2 separate regions of the Mus musculus genome follow, and region 1 is linked to region 2. A link is a contact called in public Hi-C data. All regions are on one chromosome and are shown on one strand. Each heading gives the region's core, a stretch centred on a gene start, on an enhancer-like site or on the middle of the called end of the contact. The rest is flanking DNA. Distances are from core to core; before and after follow the strand shown. Region 1 overlaps Igsf21 (immunoglobulin superfamily, member 21). Region 2 overlaps Igsf21 (immunoglobulin superfamily, member 21).

The links. A called contact is a pair of places that touch in the nucleus more often than the background predicts.
Region 1: a Hi-C map of the N1E-115 cell line shows a contact between it and region 2, with 3 times the contacts expected there. The contact joins two enhancer-like sites. A contact is called at or near these places in 9 of 484 Hi-C or Micro-C datasets (the N1E-115 cell line, cerebral cortex, cortical neurons and 1 more), 8 of 115 datasets of contacts at active chromatin or transcription factors (T-cell acute lymphoblastic leukemia, astrocytes, embryonic basal ganglia and 2 more) and 1 of 9 other capture datasets (embryonic stem cells).

Annotation. Positions count from the first base shown.
Region 1 is chr4:140,220,835-140,225,526 of GRCm38.p6, forward strand. All of the region lies in intron 1 of Igsf21 (immunoglobulin superfamily, member 21), which reads right to left. It overlaps Gm33542 (a long non-coding RNA gene), which reads left to right. Exons shown (of 2, transcript XR_390881.3): 2 at 1-1,625. Among named protein-coding and RNA genes, the nearest start is that of Gm33542, 4.5 kb to the left of the region's middle. Within about 2 kb of position 3,392, at least 13 of the 459 cell types and tissues checked have an H3K27ac peak or open chromatin away from gene starts, as enhancers often do. A contact at or near this core is called in the N1E-115 cell line, where this site is marked.
Region 2 is chr4:140,151,281-140,156,021 of GRCm38.p6, forward strand. All of the region lies in intron 2 of Igsf21 (immunoglobulin superfamily, member 21), which reads right to left. Among named protein-coding and RNA genes, the nearest start is that of Gm13029, 11 kb to the left of the region's middle. Within about 2 kb of position 2,506, at least 59 of the 459 cell types and tissues checked have an H3K27ac peak or open chromatin away from gene starts, as enhancers often do. A contact at or near this core is called in the N1E-115 cell line, where this site is marked.

The DNA.
Region 1 (4,692 bases), core at 2,142-4,641, 70 kb after region 2:
GATGGCGGCGCTTGGGGATAATGACACCCAGTGACGGCACTATTTTCTGTTGTATGCCTCAAACACGCTGTGATTACCGGCAGCTTTCAGGCTTCGCTGTCACAATCAAACACCCGGAGAGTTCCTTTGTAAAGTGGGCTCATCTGAGGCTGTGGGAAGCCCTGGCTTCCCAGACGCTTCCTCTCCCGGGACAACGATGGTTGCTGCCAGACTCCAGGCCACAGATGGGGAAACTGAGGCATAGAGGAACTACTGAACATCTCCCTTGGGCCTCCATGGAGCCAGCACCCGGCCTGGCACAGGTCACCCTTCTGTGTTGGGTCAGCTAAGCATTGCTGAATGCCTGCTGACAGACTAACCAGAGGCAGTGATCTTAGCTGCTGGGTCGGGGCCCTGAGAACTTCCCACCAGCAGTCAGTGGAGTGCACACTGGAGACCCAGACTGGAAACCCATGCCAAGCTAGGGGTTTGATTCCCAGGTTCTGGACCTGATGTTGCAGCCTGATGCTGTGTAAAAAAACGGACAATAGAGCAACCTCTCTAAACCTGTGTCCTCATTTGCAAAGCAGACAGCACGGTCCAGTCAGGCTGCTGTGGAGATGGAAAAGGCTTCAAAGTGTGGGGTGCAGCATAGACTACACAGGGTCTCCTGGCCCCAGACACAGAGTGTGTGTGTGTGTGTGTGTGTGTGTGTGTGTGTGTGTGTGTGTGTGTGTGTGTGTGTGTGTTGGGGGTGGGGGGGATTGTGGCTGTGGACCTGACAGTTCTAGATGGAAACTAAAGACAGAGTGGAAAATGCGAGCAGGATTTGCTATTATGTCTCCATTTTTACTGATAAGGAAATGGAGACCCAGAGAGGTGAAGTCATTTACCTCATTCCTCCAGCAAGAGCAGAACAAGGAACAAGGCCTCCGAGGTCCCTTTCAGCCGCCTGCTGGCTCTCTGGGTACCAGCCTTCCCACTTCCTCTCTCTCCCCTCTCCTGTCTTCACATCCTATACCCCAGGCCCAGGCTCCACGCTCTCCTCCCCTCCCCTTTATCCCACTCACAGCCAGTGGAGAGCCAGACAGCCAACCTTGCTCACCCAAAGAGTGAGAAGTGCCTTTTTGTGTCTGATTCCAATGTTTCTTGCTATAAAGCCAGCTTGTCCTTATTAGCAGATGGGGCCTCGATCACCACCCTCCCCACCTTTTGCCACAAATGTTTCCCTCTCCATAGATGTTTATCCAGCTGGGCTGTGGGCAGCCAGGCCCCACACTGTTGGGAATCCCCGATTGTCCTTGATGCAGAAGCACTATGGGACTTAGACTCTCAGCTCTGGGGTGGGTCCTCAGACGGAACTGGTCTTACAGTGGAGTGGAGGCACAAGAAAAGCCACAGTGTCTCGGCACAGACAGAAGAAGGCACAGTTAACTTAGCCAGCCCATCTCACTGGGAAGGACACAGGCCCAGAGCAGCTGGTCAGTTTGTCCTGAGTCACATCCTGGCATACAACAGGACCAGATTTTAGCACAGGGTTGGGCTGAATCCCCGGTTGCACCCCAAGTTGTTTAATGGGGTGCCAGCATGGGCTCCAGATTCCCAGCTTCCAGAACTAAAAGTCAAATAAACTTCCATGTTATTAATGACACAGCCTCTGGTATTTTGTTACAACAACAGAAATCAGACCAGCAGTTACCAGCATGCCACAGGACCTGCCCACAGCCACACCCAGCTGGGTGGCTCTTGTGTGTTGGGGTAAAGACCTTGAGGATGCCAGGGTGCCAGAAAGAGGATGGGATATCCCAGAGGCCGTGAGCCATCTGGGAGATGAGCAGGTAGGAGACATCACCCAAGAAGTCCTGCAACCTTCCAGCTGTGGAGAGGTTGAGAGTCCCTGACTGTCATGGGGCTGTCCCAGGCGCGGCCCCCACCGCAAAGATTGTGAGTCAGCCTGCACCCCTTGTTCTGTTCCCTGCCTCACCATGTTCCTTCCTCATGCATTCGTGTAAGGGAAGGGACAGTGAATTTACTCACACAAAGCATTTTATAGCGGTTTAAATGTCACGTGCTGAGGTTGCATATGCTACAAATTGTCTTTATTGAATGGAATAAAAGCATCTACTACTGCAACCATCTGTGAGATTCAAGAAAATACAGACCGAGCCAGGGTGGGGGCAAAGGCTCCTTCACTCAGTCCCATAGAGGCCACTGTCAGGATTCAGGCCACCAGGCAGCATACAGAGGACACACAATTAGTACTCCATGGTTGGCAGCCTGAACCCTGCCTTGTTCAAAGACTGGGGCTTCCTCTCCATGCCTCAGTCTCCCCATCTGGAGAAGCTTAGCCATCACACTGGGTACCCCCTACACGTGTTGTCAACGAAGAGGAAGCTGCCAGCTGTGGGACCATGCAGGACTTTGTGCTCCAAAGTGTCCCTGGCCCACCGCCAGGTCGCCAGTCTCCTCCTGCAGCTGTTTCCCAAAGACACCGGCCCTGGTCAAACTCCCTGTATCCGGCTCTGCTTTGAAGGGAAATCCCAAAGACTTGTGACCCTTTGAAGCGAGGGACAGCGTGTGTTCTCTGGCCCCGGCTACTTCTCAAGCCTGGTCGTCATGGAAGATGCAAAGCCCACACCCGCACAACGTTGCAGCTAGGAAGAAAGGCATCCTGCGTTCTGGGAGGGATAATGTTATAGCCACACAAGATATGGATCTTAAAGCTCACCGATGCTGCCGCCCATGTGTTAATCCCTGCCCTGGCAATCCTACAGTGTAGAATCCCTGATCCTTAGCCTCAGCCCTAGCCTGGGCAGGCACAGGTGCCTGAAGAAGGTGCGACCTCTACTCTTCACTTGCTATGTGGCCTTGAGTCGGTGTCTTAACCTCTCTGGGCCTCCATTTCCTCATTCATAAATGGGGAGATAGTAGGATCTGATGGAGGGTTTTTAGTACCGATTAAGGATATTAATATTCATAAGGCGCTTCAAAGCGTGCCCAGCGCACAGTTAGTAGTACATAAATATTTGTTAAATAAATATGTCTTGCTTACCTCCAAGGGTTGTGGTGGGGATCATCAGAAGATAAACATGTGAGAAGCTTGCGCTCCGTGGTAGAAATCCATACACACAGAGCGCAGCTGTGAGCTCAGTTAAGTCTTCATTTCCCTGAAGGTGGCTCCCCTCACTAGGCGTGGTGCTAGGGATGGTAAGAGCCACAGATGGAAAGCCAGGACTCGGGCACGAAGGATTGCCGGGACCCCTGGAGGTGGTTGCTGGGTGGCTGGATGGGCTTGGTGGTGTATAACAGCAAGGCTCGGCTGGAAAGGCGCTGGCCGGCCAGGCACCCAGCTTTGGGCCGGGAGAGGCGGCAGGTGTTTATCCAGAGGCTCTAGCTGGCCCTAATGTGTTTGCCCAAATGCTCACTCCCAGATAAGAGGCCTGGAGATGAGCTGATAAGCTGGGAGCAATTAACTCATCCCAGAGGGAGCCACGAACCCATCGCACAGAGGGGGCTGTCACAGTGGCCCACACACAGGGCTTTGAGGGTCACGGGTATTAGGATGGATAGATACCTAGACCTGGAGGGGCCTGGGTGATGGACTCAGTGGCTGGCAGAGAGTGACCAGGGTCATGTCTCCACAGCTGTGTGTAGACTCCCCAGAAATGGAAGTTGTGGGTAGGTTGAGATGATCTCAAGGAGGGGGGGCTGCCTTCTGCTCACTTATCTGTCTAGTCACTCATCTGCTGTTCCCTTACCCACTCTCCCATTCGTTAACTCACCCATCCGTTCACTTACTCACACACAGATACACACACATATGCTTACTCGCTCACCCACCCGCTCAGTCGCCCATTCATCTCTCACCCTTTCTCTCATCTGTCCACCTCAGCGCAGTGCTGTGCTCCCCAGCCACTCCAACACCTGCTCTCCCACTGGCAGAGGCCTCCTGGTTATGAGATTAGATCTCGCTTGGTCCTTGCCTGCCAAAGAGATACTCCCATCATGCCCTTTGTGCCCAGGATGCCAAGGCTCTGAGAGGAGGGAGACGCTGTGGGCATCAGGAACAGACCCAGTTGGTCTTCAGGGACCTGAATGGTCCTCAGGGACCCTGTTGTTGTGCCTGTGCTGTGGTCTAGCCTGGGCTGGTTTGGGGAAGGAGGGAGGGTACCCAGCTTGGAGGTATGTCACTATTAGCTAAGGTGAGAGTCACATTTTTGGTTCCCATTCGGTGCTATAGTGGCCAGGTAGAGGGGAAGGTCACAGGTCGAGATGGGGGACAGAAGGATTTGTAGTCGCAGAAGCTGTTGACCCAGGACAAGCACCTATAATCCAAAACCCTGAAATTCAAGATTCTCCAAGGTGAAAAAAATGTGTCAGGACATCTGTGGAAAATTCCACGCTGGGGAACTTTGTTTTGTACCTGGAAACATTTTGATCTTGTCTGAACTTCTCTGTGGGGAAGTTACTTCCAAGTTACTGTTTGGAGTCCAGCCCCATCTCCAGAGAAGCTTGCTAGGCACATGCAAGTCCAAGGTCCAAATTCTGAAAACAATTTCACCAGGCCATTTCTGCGGGCGTTCAGCCCACACGGCAGCCAACACCCCATCTGTTCCCGTGTGATCTCACAACGGGCTGTTAAATGCAGACACTGTGGGCTCAGAGAGGTGGAGCAATTCGCTCAAGGCCACACAGCAAACGTGCATGAGTTTA
Region 2 (4,741 bases), core at 1,256-3,755:
CTGTCTTATGGGTACTGTCATCTATTTGTCTTCAAACAGAACACTATGGAATACCAGCAGCAGCAGAGAACATTTGAAAGGGTTTCCTGCTTCAGGGAGAACCAAGATCCACAGACTGGCTTCCCTGTGCTTCCAGGAATTAGAAACTTTGAGGTCACAGCAGCACCACCCAGGGACAAATGGTAGTGTTGCTGACTGTGTAATGAGCTTGGAGGTGGTGATCCTCCCCAAACATCATCCATTCTTGTTCTAAATTTACCTTCTTTGGACTTCTTAGGTCACTAGGAAACAGGGTCGGACAATGGCTACCATGTACAGAATAGATGCCGTGTCGAGTCTGGTACCAAGTATATCCATCCAACACAGGGTCTTCAAAGCATGCACTATCAAGGTCCAGCCCCCAGAACCTACTGTAGACATCGAGTTACCAGACCGTTCTCTCTCTTTGCTGTCTCATTCACACCCAAGCTCAGTGTCCTCCCTCGCTGTCCCTGAGGGTCTCTGTCAGATCTCCCAGGGAAGCGGGAGAGCCTGGCTGGCCAGGTAACACCACTGGGACTTCAACACAAACCCAGTCCCAGCTGCCAGCATCCACAGGTGAGGAGGAGAGATGGGAGGGGGCAGGGGAGATGGAGAGATGGCTCAGCTGTTAGGAACTCTTGCGAAGGGATGGGGTTTGATTTCCAGCACAGATACCGGGTACCTCACAACTGCCCGTGCCTCCAGTTCTGAAGCTTGCGATGCCCTCCTCTGGGCTTCTTGGTTTCCCTCCTGCAGGTATGTGGTGCACACAAACTCACATGGAGCACACATATATATAATAAATAAATAAATCCCTGTTTAAAGGGCTGCGCGGAAAGCAGAGCATTGTGGCCCCTCATGTCCCTCTCCTACCCACTCCACCTCCTTCTGTGGCTTTTTTCCCCCCATGGCCTTGCAACCTGCGCTTAGAACAGATCTTGGGAATAAATAGTACAGGAAGGAGACAAAACAAAGATGCGATGATAAGAACCGCCAAGAAAGGTTAAATTCCCATGATTCCCTGCAGTTGCTTAATGGATTTCTATGATATAAACAGACCTTTGGCTTTGCCTGCTGGGCAGGCGACCCCCAACTAAATGAGTTTAGACAGGATTTCCTAATAAGAAATGTGCCTGGTGCCCACACTCCACAGACAGTTTGCAGAGACCTGCATTTCCCCAGACAGACTCTGTAGTCACACGTGGGTGGCATGTGTGTGTGTGTGTGTGTGTGTGTGCATGTGCTCGCGCATGTATATGAATATGCACACGTGTATGTGTATAGATCTGGGCACATGAGTGTAGAGATTAAGTTTACTTGCTGGCTTTTGCCTTTCATCTTGTTTGAGATGGGGTCTTTTCATGGCTTTCTGCTGTCTCTCCCAGGCTAGCTCGCTGGCCCTCAAGGATCTGAGGACTCCTGGGGATCCCCTTGTTTCTGTCTCCCATCTCCCTATAGGAGCTCTGGGATTACAGACATGTGCTACCATACCGGGCTTTACCGGGTTCTGGGAATTTGAACTTAGATACTCACACTTGCACTGCAACTCTTTCACCCACAGATCTACCTCCCCAAAGCCCAGTCTTTGCTCACGTAACCAACACTACCAAGGTGGCTGTGTAGTAGCTGCCCAGAAACACAGGAGATGCATCTTTGCTGGAGGTACCCAGAGGAAGGTGTGTCTAGAATTTTCTGGAGAAGTTGGGAGATGCAATAGGGCCCGAGACCCAGTATTTTAAATGTCCCCAGTTACTTACCCTGAAAAGCAGAATTCACCATATTATTTGCCTCTCGGCGACAACATGAAATTGAAGTGTGAAGCCCTTGACCCTGTCCTCGACTCCCAGGAATGTCACACTAATGTCAGCCACTCAGGTTGGCATTCATCTTATTTCTGAACACGACCCCGGTGGACAGGAAGGACAAAGTGAAGTCTAATGTGTAACATTCCCCTGGAGCTCTCTTCCTTGAGCCCTAAGGTAGATAGGATGTCGGAATGCCTGCCCCTGCTGGCCATGTATGGAACTGCACTGCTACCCTATTAACTACTGTTGGTTGCTGAGAAAAGAAAAAAGAATTGTGTACCAGGGCTTGCAGACAGAGACTGGGGAACTCCAGTCTAGACGATGAACCCATGCCATAGCAGAAAAGTCCCTTGGAGGAGGATATAAGGCGTCATTAGATCACACGGGACTTTGACAGAGACCACAATACTCAAGACCCCAGGCCTGACCAGTCCCTTACCACTATGTTTTCACAGGTATTTTAAGAGGGAGAACAACTTCCTTCTTCCCACCCTCCCTCACCACAAACACACATGCTGTAATGATGATAGCTCACAAAATCAATACAATTCACTTTGCTGGAACCCACCGTGGCATGAGTGTGCCAGGAAATGACTCCGACCGAGAACAGCCAGTGCCGTCCCCGTCCCTCTGACAGGCAAGTACAGCGTATTCTAGAGGCTCTGGTGGGGAGGATGTCTGAACGTCAGAGGCATTCTGGGAATGTCCTATGTCTGTTCTGTTGCAATCTGATGCCACCAGCTCTGTGTGGTGAGTGCTGGAAATGGCTGGGCTGAGTGAATGGGGAAAGAATTTTGCCCTTTGATTTAAATCAGAACAGCCATGTGTGACCAGCGGCAGGCAGTCACATGGATGGCGCAGATTGGCATGGGGGAGGAAGCGGGGGGGGGGGGACGCTCTGATCACTTGTGTTCTCTGAAGACGATCCAATAGTTTTTGGCACTGTCACCAAACTGGCCTGAGTTCTTCCCCTATTAGCCAGGCCTCAGGCAAGGTGTCCAAAATCCAGGCTTCTCCATCACCTTTTGTCTCTCTAGGCCTTCCCAGAAGTCTAGCCAGACGTCAATGCTACTATTGGCTCCCCACTCTCCTCGAAGAACCAATCTATTCTCTATGCTTTGGAAAGTCTTTCTCTCTGTGTGTCTCTCTGTCTCTCTGTCTCTCTGTCTCTGTCTCTGTCTCTCTGTGTCTCTGTCTCTGTCTCTGTCTCTTTCTCTTACTGTGTGTTGGTGGGAATTGAACCCAGGACCTTGCACATACTCAGCAAGCACTCCATGCCCCGAGCTACTCACTCAAGCTTCTATGGCTTAGAAAACCTCTGATGATCTACTGCTTGGACAGTTTTCTAGAGCAGAGGTACAAGACTCGACTCACCCATCGGGCTGATTTGTGCCCTCCGGGCTGAGTGAGTGGGGCAGTGGTAGCCTGCCACAATGCCTGTGCTTTTCCCTTCTGAAGCAATTGGAGGCCTAGGCCTGGCTGGGCCTGTGGGGGTCTATTCATCTCCTTCCAAGCCAGACTCTATAAGCTCATTCAGGAGACGGGGGAGGAAGGAGGAGGGGAGTGACAGGGGCCTGGAAACTAAAGGCACTGGGCAGTTTGCTGTTTGTGGCCAGACTTGTGGAGGGGAGGCGAAAGAACGAGGCAGGCTGAGGGGCTGGGCTGTCCATTGGAGAAGGAGGCTGGGGCTTTCCTGGCTGCCTCTCCCATGCCCTCTGGAAACTCTGCCCAGCCCAGGTCCTGCAGCCTCTACCTGGGTAGGTCAGTTCTTATCTCCCTCTCTTCAGCTGGCTCTGAGGGAAAAGAGAGAGAGAGAGAGAGAGAGAGAGAGAGAGAGAGAGAGAGAGAGAGAGAGAGAGAGCAGAAGAGCAGCAGTTGGAGGGAAGGAAAGCTGGCAGCATGGAGCCTCTTTCCTGGAATTTCCTTCCCTCCTTGCCTCCCTCCTCCCAATCACAGGCAGAGCACATGGGCTCCTCTGATCCCAAGGAGAGCAACCAGACAGCCAGCCACCACCCTGTCCAGCTACAGAATTAAAAGGCCCCGGCATTTGGCTCCACTGGTCAATTTGCATGTGATTTGCATACATCAGCATACCCCCCCCACTCCAGAGGCCTTCAGTCAAAGGATGTGAAATGAAATGAAATAAATTAATATAGCCTACCATAGCACCATACAGAGGGCCTGACACTCGTCAGAGATGTAACCAATGCTTTAAGCAGTTGGGGGGGGGGTGAAGGGGGCGACGGGGGCGGGGAAGGTAGACTGGGTTAGGCAGGAGGAAGATGGACTGACTCCTCTATCCAGCTTAAGAGCTCATGACAAGCTATGTCTCTGGTTTAGGGAGCCACAGGGATGGACACCTTCGGGGATAGACCCAGCCTGGCATGGCATGGTCTCTCTTCTGGAAGCTGTCTCTTCAGAAGGACTGTCTCCTCCAGCACAATGACTGATGGGAGCTGTGAAAGGCTTTGGGGCCTGTGGGCTCTGCCCATTTCTAATTCTACCACAAGGACAGTTCCTACCGGTCTGTGGCTATGGTTTTTTCTCTCTTCTCTCTGATTCCATCCGGGGATGAGGGAGAGTGTGACCCCAGTATCAGCCAGACTCTGGGTTAGTTTGTCGCAGTCTCTCTATGTTTACAGTCTGTGACAGCCAAGCAGCCCCTATAGCTTGTGACCCCACAGACGACACAACCCATGGCCAGCATCCTGCTGGCCTTGACTGGGGGACCGTGGGTTCAGCAGTGCAGCTCTGTAGGGCGTTGGTGGAAGCCACCAGAGCTGGTTCCAATCAGGAGCTGAGACGGAGGACAGACAGGCTTGCATCAAAAGGAGCACGGCCATAGCCAACAACAGAAGACTTGTCAGCAAATGGTAAACCAAAGACCAGAAATTCAAGATGGGTGGCAAGGCAGG